Linked DNA regions of Danio rerio: region 1 is linked to region 2. A link is a contact called in public Micro-C data. All regions are on one chromosome and are shown on one strand. Each heading gives the region's core, a stretch centred on a gene start, on an enhancer-like site or on the middle of the called end of the contact. The rest is flanking DNA. Distances are from core to core; before and after follow the strand shown.

The links. A called contact is a pair of places that touch in the nucleus more often than the background predicts.
Region 1: a contact with region 2 is called in a Micro-C map of caudal fin, with 3 times the contacts expected there. The contact joins the promoter of hoxa11a here to the promoter of creb5a in region 2. A contact is called at or near these places in 2 of 18 Hi-C or Micro-C datasets (caudal fin and embryo) and 1 of 4 datasets of contacts at active chromatin or transcription factors (caudal fin).

What each region holds. Positions count from the first base shown.
Region 1 is chr19:21,992,631-21,998,280 of GRCz12tu, reverse strand. hoxa11a (homeobox A11a) reads right to left here and starts at 1,567. Exons shown (of 2, transcript NM_131544.1): 1 at 856-1,567; 2 at 14-249. The coding sequence starts at 1,567. The coding sequence ends at 14. It also overlaps a transcript of evx1 not described here.
Region 2 is chr19:21,760,148-21,766,368 of GRCz12tu, reverse strand. creb5a (cAMP responsive element binding protein 5a) reads left to right here and starts at 2,826. Exons shown (of 11, transcript XM_009294189.5): 1 at 2,826-2,886; 2 at 4,026-4,098; 3 at 4,228-4,321; 4 at 5,440-5,543; 5 at 5,965-6,158. The coding sequence starts at 4,042. LOC141379066 (a long non-coding RNA gene) reads right to left here and starts at 1,754. Exons shown (of 3, transcript XR_012395023.1): 1 at 1-1,754.

The DNA.
Region 1 (5,650 bases), core at 318-2,817, 230 kb before region 2:
GTTATTGTTTATCCTATAGCAGTGGATTGGTACTGTAATACTGTAACCTGTCCCGATTTAGTTTTTTTTCCTTCATGCGCCGGTTCTGGAACCAAATTTTCACTTGGCGATCAGTGAGGTTAAGCATCCGTGAGAGCTGAAGTCGTTTTTCTTTGTTGATGTACACGCTGAAGAAGAATTCCCTTTCAAGCTCCCGAATTTGAAATTTAGTGTAGGGACACCTCTTCTTACGAAACCTGGGCCCACCTAAATGTAAATACACGTTAGATCAAATATATAAACTAATAGTGTACATATAGGCTACACAATATACATATATATATATATATATATATATATATATATATATATATATATATATATATATATATATATATATATATATATATATATATATACATATATATGCATACACACGCACAAACACGCACACCACACAGAAACATTGATAGATAGACATGTATGTTAGTAAAAAAAAGCACTATAAAACTAAAAGTGAAATTTAAGCTACAGAAAATAACAAATTAATGGTAAGTAATCAAATATTATGCTTTTTTACTAATATATTACATATTACTTAGGCTTTTAAACAAGTAATACTATTATTGCTATTATTACTAATAAAGTTGTAATTATTGTTATTAATAAATCTCACATTAAATTTGCAGACACGAAAAGCATGTTACACTGTAATCAAACATGACAAATCCCTGCTCGTACTAATGCGTTTTAAAGGTAAAAATGTCCAATCTTTAAGTCTTTTCATGGCTAATTTCAATTCCAAGCACTTGAATTTCACAGTGTTAAAGTAGTCTAGGTTTTGTTGGGGAAATCTCAGGTCCTCCATAAACCTTATACGCTTATAAAACAGCATATAAAATTTTAACAGGAGCGCGCAACATTGCAAACTCTCTCGCATGACAGTCTTGTTGAGCTCGTACTTACTGTTCGCACCGCTAGTTTTTTCCTCATTGTTTCCGGAAGATGATTCGGGGCTACTGGTCTCCGGTCGCTCCTTTCCTTCGGGCTGCTGCTCCGGTGCGGGCGCTGGTGTCGACTGTTTGCTGGAGTGCATTTTATCCCTTGCTGCATAGTCGTTGTCTACTACACTGTCCGAGCCTCCGTAGGCGGTGTCAAAAAACTGGTCAAATGCTTGAGGAAGCACACCGTTTCTTCCAACGTTGCCGTAAAAATTGGACGCAGATGTCGTGTTCGATGTAGAATGATAATACGCAGATGCATTATTCTTAGGGAACATTTCTCCAACAGTCGTTACAGCTGGTAAACACTCCCTGTGGACTGAATCCTCCGACGGATAACAATGTGCCAGTGGACCCCGGTGAGGCCATTTGGTGGACGGGTCAATAGCATAGTCCCGGAATGTAACCTCCCTGACATGCTGTACCTGAGGCAGGTTGGAAGCGTAAGAGTAAGTGACTGGGCGAGTAGACGGGCTTTGGGATAGAAAAGAGGGCAACGTGGAAAAATCAGCCCCCGGAACGTAATATGTGCAGCTGGGCAGATACATGTTGGAGCCAACGGAAACCCTTTCGTCAAAATCCATCATTGTACCCGCGTAGTTTCTTGCTTGGGCTAGTGAGACCTATACGCAACGCCCACAACATTGCTCTCATTTGCGCGTGCCATTTAGTCGCGTTGTAGGGATATCCGCGAGGCAGAAATTTTGAGACGTAAGATGACGTGGAAATCCATCTCTATCCGCTCCAACTGAGGCCAGGGTCACGTGATCATGTGAAGAAATTGACAGATCGTCTCTGGTTCAAGTTAGGCCTATATATTGACGACAGGGCTATTAGGAAATCCAAACTGCGCAACGCAAAGTTCAGATAAGTTACGAATTAATTTCTAATGTCTGTGATGTGTATACTCAATTTTTCACAACATAGACGATTAGAACTGTGTTCGATTAACTGATTTTTTAAACATTATATTTTATTGAAAACAAGACGCTATGATTATTGTTTTTCAAGCTCTCAGAGTATTGCAATCTAATTTTAAACGTCGGAACAGCATGTTTGTGACTTAAATAAAATGAAATCCAAGCGATCAGCACTTATCGAATAGCCGCAGGCCACTGGTGGTTTGCATTTACCTTACGTAATACAAACTCCCACAAAACACAACATTTATAAATACATACATTGAATATTAGAGTATTTCAAACGTGTATTTTGTCTCAAATTGTTTGAGAAAAAAATGAGAGCAGGATAGCATGATTTGACCTTTTATAATTGAGTGGAAATCACAACGCATGATTATTGCTGTTTCTCTGTTAATTTTTGCAAAACAAAATCATTCCAAGGTTAATTTAGGATAAACAAATTAGATTCAGATAGTGTTTACCTCAGAGTCCATTTTAGACCGTAACATGGCCGCATTTAGACTTAAGTTTATTCATTAAATTAAACATTTCGTTTACATCAATTCACCAATGTAACAGTGGTCATCTGTAAGGGCATATCTTTATATATCACAACTAAAAAATTATGGAATATTCTGAAAGGTGTTGTACTTGATTTTATTTGCTTTATTTTTAACTTACACACGAAAGATCATCTTGGACTCGCACGATATAAAGAATATAGTTTTGACTTTCAAGAATTAACGAGTCTAACAGTGAGACTTGGATTAGGCCGTTAAAGGCCTCACTTTTCCACAACGCATAACCCTTAATCCCCTTCTGCCAAATGCCTCAAGGCATCTGAGGGAGGCGAGTAACATGAGCCTAATTTAGTGCAAATTACATATTGTTTGCAACGTGTGTTTGTCGGGAATATAAAGTAATCGGATTATACGATGCCTAAGTAATTGGTTTTCCGCAAAAAGAAGAGTAAGTTAAACGCCAAAAGCTCTGCCTCTTCGTCAGCTTATAACAAATTCCGCGCCGCGTGCGGGAAAGTTTTCAGCAGTAATTTGGGGCCTGTGTTCAACGAAAACCTGCGATAGAAAGATTTTTATGCAATTTGCGAGACCTGTAGTGAGACTCATTTTTTTAACATAAGAGAACGACTCTGTTCAACCAGGATGAAGGGGCAATTCAGACAACATTTTTTCCCACTGTTTTCTATCCAGTATGTTCCAGCTTTGTTGTGGAGTCCTTGAGATTCAGATTAAGTTAATGTTGCTTTAGGTAAAATATCAGTTTTAACAGGAAAACAAGTTTAAAATAATATAAAGCTAATGAACTCCTATGTCAAAAAATAAATAAATAAAATAATATATATGCGGGACTAAGAAATTGCATCATATGACCATATTGTATAACATTATGAAATAACATTTTGTTTCTCTTTTGGTTTTGTCTTCAGTGTGTCTTATTCTAGTCTGATGTTGCGTCCAACACCCCCTCCCTCTTTCTCAGACTTTTCTCAGGGTTACCGCACAGACTTGGCTGTGCGGTCGACTTCAAGTTCGGGGAGGGGGACGGGCTACCGCCCACCGCGCAAGTCTGAAAAAGAGAATGAACAACAAACGCCACGCAAGCCATTCTATGCCCCGGATGGAGTTTCACAAAGTCGCTTCTACATCAGCGAAATTTACTAAGGCAGAAACCAATATAACATGACAAGTAGGAACTTTTGGGAGGGACTTCTCATCAGCATATTATAGTATGCTTAGCCTTTTATATATGTGCCGTTTTTGAATGGTCGACGTAAGCATCAAGCACCGTAAGAAAAAAAATTATTTAAACATTTTAATTAAAAAGTAACCAAACCGTTTGTATATCGACCTACAAGGAATGAGAGATATGCATATCTTTCTTTAGTCTTAGCTATTCTTGAAAGCCCATTACTAAAACAAACTATTGCTGCTGTCATTTTAAAAAGCCATTTTCTTTATTTAGAAAATGGATGCTCAGGCAGAGAGCTATTGGTCTGAAAGAGATAAATTTGATTACAAATCTTGTTAAGTATTTGCAAGTAGTTATGAGCTACATGTATTACATTCCACAGGAAAGTTGAAAAATGTCGAGTGTACAAATGTGCATCAACTGTGAAAATATGTAATTGTACTTTTTTTTTTTTTAATATGTTTTTGTAAATTTTAAAAGACAATAAACGATAGGATACCGATGAATACCAAGATAAAAATTATTCCCAAACGTTCGAACTTAAATTAAAATAGCACGTAGCTATTTTTATTTTTTAAGCAGATACCTGGGAAGAGAAGCACTGGGTAGTAATGTTTAGGCTAAATGCTATATTAAAATAGGTATTTAAAAAAAGGCCTTAAAATGCACCACGATTCAAAGATTTAATAAGGGTCCCACTTTATATTAAGTGGTTTTAACAAATACTTACTTACATCTGTAATTAAGTTTTGTAGTTACATTTGTAAATGCACTGTTGACCATCCCTTTCACCTTAACCCACCCTTAAACGTACCCATGCCACCAAACCTGTCCATAACCCAACCTCTATCCCAACTCAAAAGTGTTCTCAAACACATTATGAACACAGTACGTACATTGTATTTATTGTTTAATGTAAGTACATAGTAGGACTATGTCCTTATAGTAGGACTATGTCCTTAAGGACACTTAATATAAAGTGGGACCAATAATAATAATAATAATAATACATTTATAATACACACATATACAGATGTGTACTCAAATACTCATTTTTATATTTTAACCTATATAAATTTATCTTAAACGACTCGGTACATTTAAAAAAAAAAAGGTTTGCATTTTTAAAACCAAATGTGTTTACAATGATCAGGCTATTTTTCATTAGAAAAAAATGAGTTAGTGCTTTACCGCATTAAGGATACACATTTTCTGTGTAGTTTGGAATATTGTGATGGGATAATTCGTTTGAAAATCTGAATTTTAATTTAAATGATTAAACTACGAGCTTTGCTAAACGTGTTTCTTTGTATTAATCTCTGTCCACATTCTTCAACATTAGAAGCGTGATGTTTACAATTCAACACTAGAATTTTTGAACCGAAACGATGATTTAAAATGCAGTAAAACAATGAGAACAAATCTGGCGGGAAAATACTTTGCGACAAGTTAAATATCAAACACTGTAATAAAGAATCCGAAACAGTTATTTAATGCAATGTACATACACTTTTGATGGGGTAAATCAGACGTAGGCTTGAGATATTGTGACTGTGGCATTGGCTTTCATTGTCTAGACGACCACCATGAGCTGTAATCCCACCTATGAACCAAATGCCAAATGAAACCCGAGAGGAAAGCCGGCATTTTACCAGTCACTGACAAAATTGTCCATTGCGAAAATTAACCGTGTTTTTTTTGTAGTATAAAGTCTGTTTTATATATATATATATATATATATATATATATATATTATTATTATTATTATTATTATTATTATTATTATTATTATTATTATTTTATAACACAAAACCATGGTTTGCGTGGTACCAAAGTCGATCATGCTAATATTCGTAAGGGGCAATAAGTCTCACAGTACATTCCAACATTTTGATTAAAGTATATTAGTAAAACCTGATTTTAGTTTAAAGAAACTTTTTTAAGTATATTTATTGACATCAATTTTTCCATGAAGAGCCGTTAATATTTTTAGATTTCAGATCTTTTTGAGATTGTAAAACAAAATGCAATAGTTTTATGTTTAATTTATTTAATAAT
Region 2 (6,221 bases), core at 1,577-4,076:
TTGTGTGTGTATCTGTCTGTCAACTTTGTAATGACGTTGTGTGTGTCTCATCATTCTCCTTAACTCATTAACTCCACAAAAAAATACATCAAATAATCACTGGGAAAGATTTTACTGTAGTTTTTCTCACAACTTGAGAACTTTACTAAGCTTTAAAAATGTGTCCAAATAAAAGGTTTAATCTGCCAAAAGGAAGGAAAGCCAAAAAGAAAATTAATGAATGAACAACAATACATAATAAGTTCATATATATCAGTTAACACAATTCGAAGGAGTATTACTTACCAAATGTAATGATTGAACAATTAAAAAAAAATCTGGTGATAAATATCCTATGTGTCTGTCTTCTGGTGTTTAACTGGAAGTTGGCAAACTAACTTAATGGTGCATTTTCCACCACCTGCAGAATTGGAAGTATGGGGCGCAACTTAAAAGACGCTGGTTCTACCTATGTTTTTGAGTTGAGGCAACAAATACTATAGTGTGAGACACTGAAAATGCAGTGTATGTGCTTGTGCAACTGAACTGTAAAGTAATCCAGTACTATTATTGTTTGTTTTTAATATCTATTTTATAAAACAGTTGTCAATCTTTGCAGGCCTGTCCAATTTATTATTTTAGTGAGTCGACTCATTGCACTGAGGTGCTCACGGTGACCCAAGTTCGTTTACCGGCTTGAGGTCCTATGCCGATCCTTCCCCTATCTCTCCTCTCCATACTTTCCTCTCTATAACTCTCCACTGTCCTATCAAAATAAAGATGAAAACCCCTAAAAACGATTATTAAAAAAACTGAATATGTATGCATTTACACACATTTACATAAGTAAATATATAGACTTAATGATAACAATTTATTTGAAAAGGTCTATGGATTTCTGTGTGTACAAATTCCATATTCTCATCCAAAAGAGAACAATGTCCTTGTGAAATCAGTCAAAATGCATTATGTTTTCAATCATTAATTTTGCTTCGGCTTAGTCCCTTTATTCAGCAGGGGTGGCCAAAGCAGAATGAATCGCCAACTTATCCAGCATATGTTTTACATAGCGGATGCCCTTCCAGCTGCTAGCCAGTTCTGGGAAACACCTATACAGTTGCACATTTACACACATACACTACAGCCAATTTAGTTTTTTCAATTCACCTGTACTGCATGTCTTTGGACTGTGGGAGAAACTGGAGCGCCCGGAGGAAACCAACGCAACATGGGGAGAACATGCAAACTCCACACAGAAATGGCAACTGGCCCAGCTGGGGCTTGAACCAGCTAACTTCTTGCTGTGAGGCGACAGTGCTAACCACTGCACCACCTTACATTTTGTTTAATTACTGTTATCTGTAACAAAATGCTTTAAGTTTCTCTTTTGTAAGTCACTTTGAATAAAACATGAATTTATAATTTTATAGATTATAATAGAATGGTGAAACAAAAGGTGAACCTGACAGTTCCTTTTTAAGTTGAATTATATCATTGGAGAAACATGGATGATGTCATGAGGCCTGTGGATGCATGCCCTCTGCTGCATTGTCTCTGTGTGTGAATGATTCATACTCAAAGATGTAGGAGTCAGCTAAGGCTGGGGCTTGATGTGACATCATTACCACTTCCTGTTTTGTGGTGTTGCTGGGGAAACAGCTACTAGCATTCTGAGTTAGAGCAGGCTAATGATTCACACTGTATTTTCCTCCCTCCCACTTGTGTGTTTTCTTGCACTCTTTCCCTTGCGATGACCACAAAAGGACCACGTTGTTCTGAAACATCAGACACACCCCTTAGTTTTAACACAATCTGAAAGTATCCACATTCTGTCATACATTTCAAATCATGACATCAGTGGTTTAACACGATGATTAAACAAAACATTCTTGAAACAAGTAACAAAGCATAAATATTTAGTCACTCCAAACAAAATGTATTCCATTTAGGTTTCTAAAAAGAGTCTAAAGTGTTTAAAGTACAGCGGTATAGTAGATGCATTTGATTAAAAGTTAATTATCAACACTTACCAACATTACCAAGTGTGTTTACAATATTAGGCCTCTGTAAATATTTAAAATATATAAGCTATTATTTAAAAAAATAAATATTAAAACTTAACTTACTCTCAAAAAAAAAAAATTTAAATCATATTAAAAGTCCAAATCTTCAATAAAGTGGCAATAAAATCAATTGAAAGTGAAATAATAAAAAATAAATAAATAAATATTATAAGTTTAGGCTACTTGAAGGTTTGCAGTTTTCTTCTCATACTGAGTAACTGACCAGTTGTATCTTACTGTTTTCCACTGGTACTGTAACCACAAAAGGAAAGAAATACGTGTTTTATTTGGTTGGCCGTCGGAAAAAACAAACGTCTGGTAATCATTTGGATATACGGGTTAAGCCAGCAGTTAACGCGCTCATACATGCCCGCTCTCTTCTCTTTATCACACACACACACACACACACACACACACACACACACACACACACACACACACACACACACACACACACACACACACACACACACACACACACACACACACACACACACACACACACCATACGTTAATCGGGACCGTCCCGCGCACAGCTCCAGACAGCTGTTGGCGCAGCACGCACGCAGTAAAGCGCCTCCCCTTCCTTTTTTCTCCCTCAACGCTCCAATGTCCGCATCGGACGCCCGCTACATCCTCCGGTGGGCGGGTGCGCGGAGTCTGAAAGCACCTCCTCTTTTTAAAAAGCGGACCGCAATGATTTAGAAGTTCAGGAATCCCACGTGACGTCACCACAAGGTGATGTAATGCTTCTGTAAATAGATCATATTGTAATCGCGTTTCACTTCAGCGTGCTTCGTCCCAGCGCGAGGAGCGTTGCTTGTCTCAGTCTGCGTGCGTTTAGGTAAGTTAGTGTTACTGTTTTACAGTCAGTCTTTTGAATATAATTAAACACCTGATTTACAGCGCAAACAGTTTACTTGTTTTGTACAGTGTTTTGTGGGTTTTTGATGCGGTTGTTGTTGTTTTACTGTCAAGTTATGTCAAAGTGCCGGTTTCCACTGAGATGGGCGCAAACTGTTAGAATGTTTGTTTGAGGGGGTGTGACACCGCCGAATAAACAGGCGATAACAATATTCATATAAAAAAGGTTCTGACTGAAAACTGTCGTCTTTGCAAATCTTTAGTAAAGAGTGTAAACAAACTTGTCAGCAACCGGAGCGAATGTTGGACAGTTAGCGGTTCGAAGCCTATTCGAATTTTACGTTAAATCGAACACGATTTAACGGTTATAATCAAACACATGTGCATGTTTAGAGGAAGAAAGTATTTGCATTCGCTTTGTGTTTAATCAAACCGTGGATGACACCTGCCGACAGATATACTTCAGGGTGAATCAGCCAACTTTACTGTGTTTTTTTCTGCTAAATTAACATATCTGCCGCTGGTGAGATGTCTGCTCTTGGTTGTTTGGGTTTGTAATATTCGTGACACCGCGTGAATCCTCTGGTTTCGCCATTACGTCATTCTGCAGGCCAGTTAGACGCTTGGCATTAGCACCGTAGACCCGTCTTGCCAATTCAAACTCTTGCCCGGCTCAACTAAACGATGATGTCATAACTAGAGGAATGATCATTTTATGAGTAACCGGGCTAGAAGCATGCGTTTTATAAGGTACTTATCATATACAGAGAGCACGCACTGTACACAGAAGACAATTCATTTATAGGGAAATGTGAACAAAATATGGAGAACTGAAAGCAATACAAATAGTTTCAGTAATTAGATTCTATCTATCTATCTATCTATCTATCTATCTATCTATCTATCTATCTATCTATCTATCTATCTATCTATCTGTCTGTCTGTCTGTCTGTCAGTCTGGCATTAAAAAGGGTTCATAAAGTCTCTGTCTATTTATCTATTTAGACAGGCAGACAGACAGACAATATATGTAGGTGTCATTTATATCTGGCTGCTTGTCATGAGCACTTCATAATGTCATCTCCACTGCGCATGTGTTTGTATGTGTATTTTTATTAGGTCTTTTACATCTCAGATGATGAATGTTGATCAGGACAGGCCATTTGTGTGCATTGCTCCTGGATGCTCGCAGGTGAGTGACAGATGTCCTGTTTTGCTGCGGATTGTCATTTTTGCAAGCTATAATTGATTCATAGTTTAATACTTCTAAATAATTTTTTAACATTTATTTCTACATCAATTTTGTTTCTGATTCTTATAGAGCTTCCAAAGAGAAGACCACCTAATCATCCACAGACACAAACATGAGATGACGCTTAAATTCCCTTCTATTAAGTGTGACAGTATGCTTTCAGGTAAACACACACACACACACACACACACACACACACACACACACACACACACACACACACACACACACACACACATAATTACACACTGAAAGGGTATTTTATAATCAATGTTATATTAGGATTGTCAGAACAACGACAGTGTCAATCTAAATTCTGTGGGTCAGAAATATAAGAGCCTGGGAAAAGAGAATATGTGTTTGAGTGTCATGATAGGTCATGTTCTCCATCTCCTTTAATTTAGGATTTAGACAATGTCTGTTACCCTGGAAACTCAATGTCTGACATATAAACATCAGCCTGACCCTTAACCTTTGGGGTCTGTGAGCCATCACTGGAGCGGCAGAAACATTTACATAAAAAACAAAAGAAGGGCTTTACCTTCTGACCTCTTTCATGGTAGTCTAGAAAAAAGCGTTTGGTTTAGACTACCTCTAAATTACCAAAACAGCGAGAGCAAAATCAGGCTCATGTTTATGACATAGGGTTAATTTTTACCATTTTTTCAGCATGTCACGAGAGTACTTCTGACATGTTTCGCTTATGACATTGAGAAGAAGGCTAGCTTTTCTACATTTGTTTAGAAGGCCTGGAAGTTACTTGATATTGATCTACTTTATTTTGTTCTATGACCCTATGACATGCCTCCTATGTTTACATGTAGTGTATGACATATTTAAATATTCAATATATATTATAAACACCATACCACCTCAAAATAATTCTAGAGATACATAGATAACCCTGTTATAAAAATGCATTATTTATAATATTGTATGTAGCATACACCTATCTATAAAACAATATAATAATACAATATTTATTCATGTATACTGTGTATGAGATGGTATAATCAGATTTATGCATTCTTTGTTTCTTATTTGTGAATATATTGAAAAAAATTATTGCCTGAAAATATAGATATTTTTCTATATATTTTTTTAATTTATTATTATTTTTTTTCTGATATAAATGTACTTTATAAATGAACTCACCTTGTTCTAATTAATAAAAATCCCTATCGTATTGACTTCCTTTATTTATTGCCAGTGACATTTTTATGTGTGGCATTCTCTTTGCATTTGTGATTTGACATATATGTACTCTTTGTTCATCTATAGATCAGACTCCAACACCAACTCGTTTCTTACGGGACTGTGAGGAAGTGGGCCTCTTTACTGACCTGGAGCTTAACCAGTCTCAGACGGAAGAGCAGACCAAACCGGTGAGAGGAAGTTCATGTTTCAAATCTTACACACATGTTCAAATGAATAATATATTAATTTGCTTAACAGTCTTTACCACAAATAGAAGTCTTTAAGCTAGTTAAGTTTTACATTTAATTCCATATTTGCATATGTGTGTATGTCCATAATATGTGGAATGTACTAAGAATTAAAGGTATTAAAACAGTTCTCATATACAGATCTCTATAGAAGGGCAGAGTGGCAAAAAAAGTTGAAACTGCTCCTTTAACAGACATTTAACTGACTATAAGTTTAACTTGATCATTGAACTGACTTACACTAACCCTAACCTCAACCTAACTTATTATCTAATGAGAACTAGTTGGCATGTAGATGCAATGTAACTTAAATTCAACAAACAGACCTTCAAAATTAAGTGTGCTCTTTTCCTCTTTTTAGAACTTTTCTGCACAGACGTCAGCTCAGAGGCAGCCTCACACCGAAACACAACCTGAGCAAGGTCAACATCAGCAGTTTCAGCCTCAGCAACAGCAGTCGTGTGCACTGGCCCATCTGAACCAGAACCAGCTCCAGACGCACAGCTCACAGTGTCAGTCTCAATGCACTGCCACATACTCCAGTTCAAATAAGCAGTGAGTGTCACCAAAATATACTGTACCAGGAATATTATTATATCATTGGTTCTCAAAAAGGGG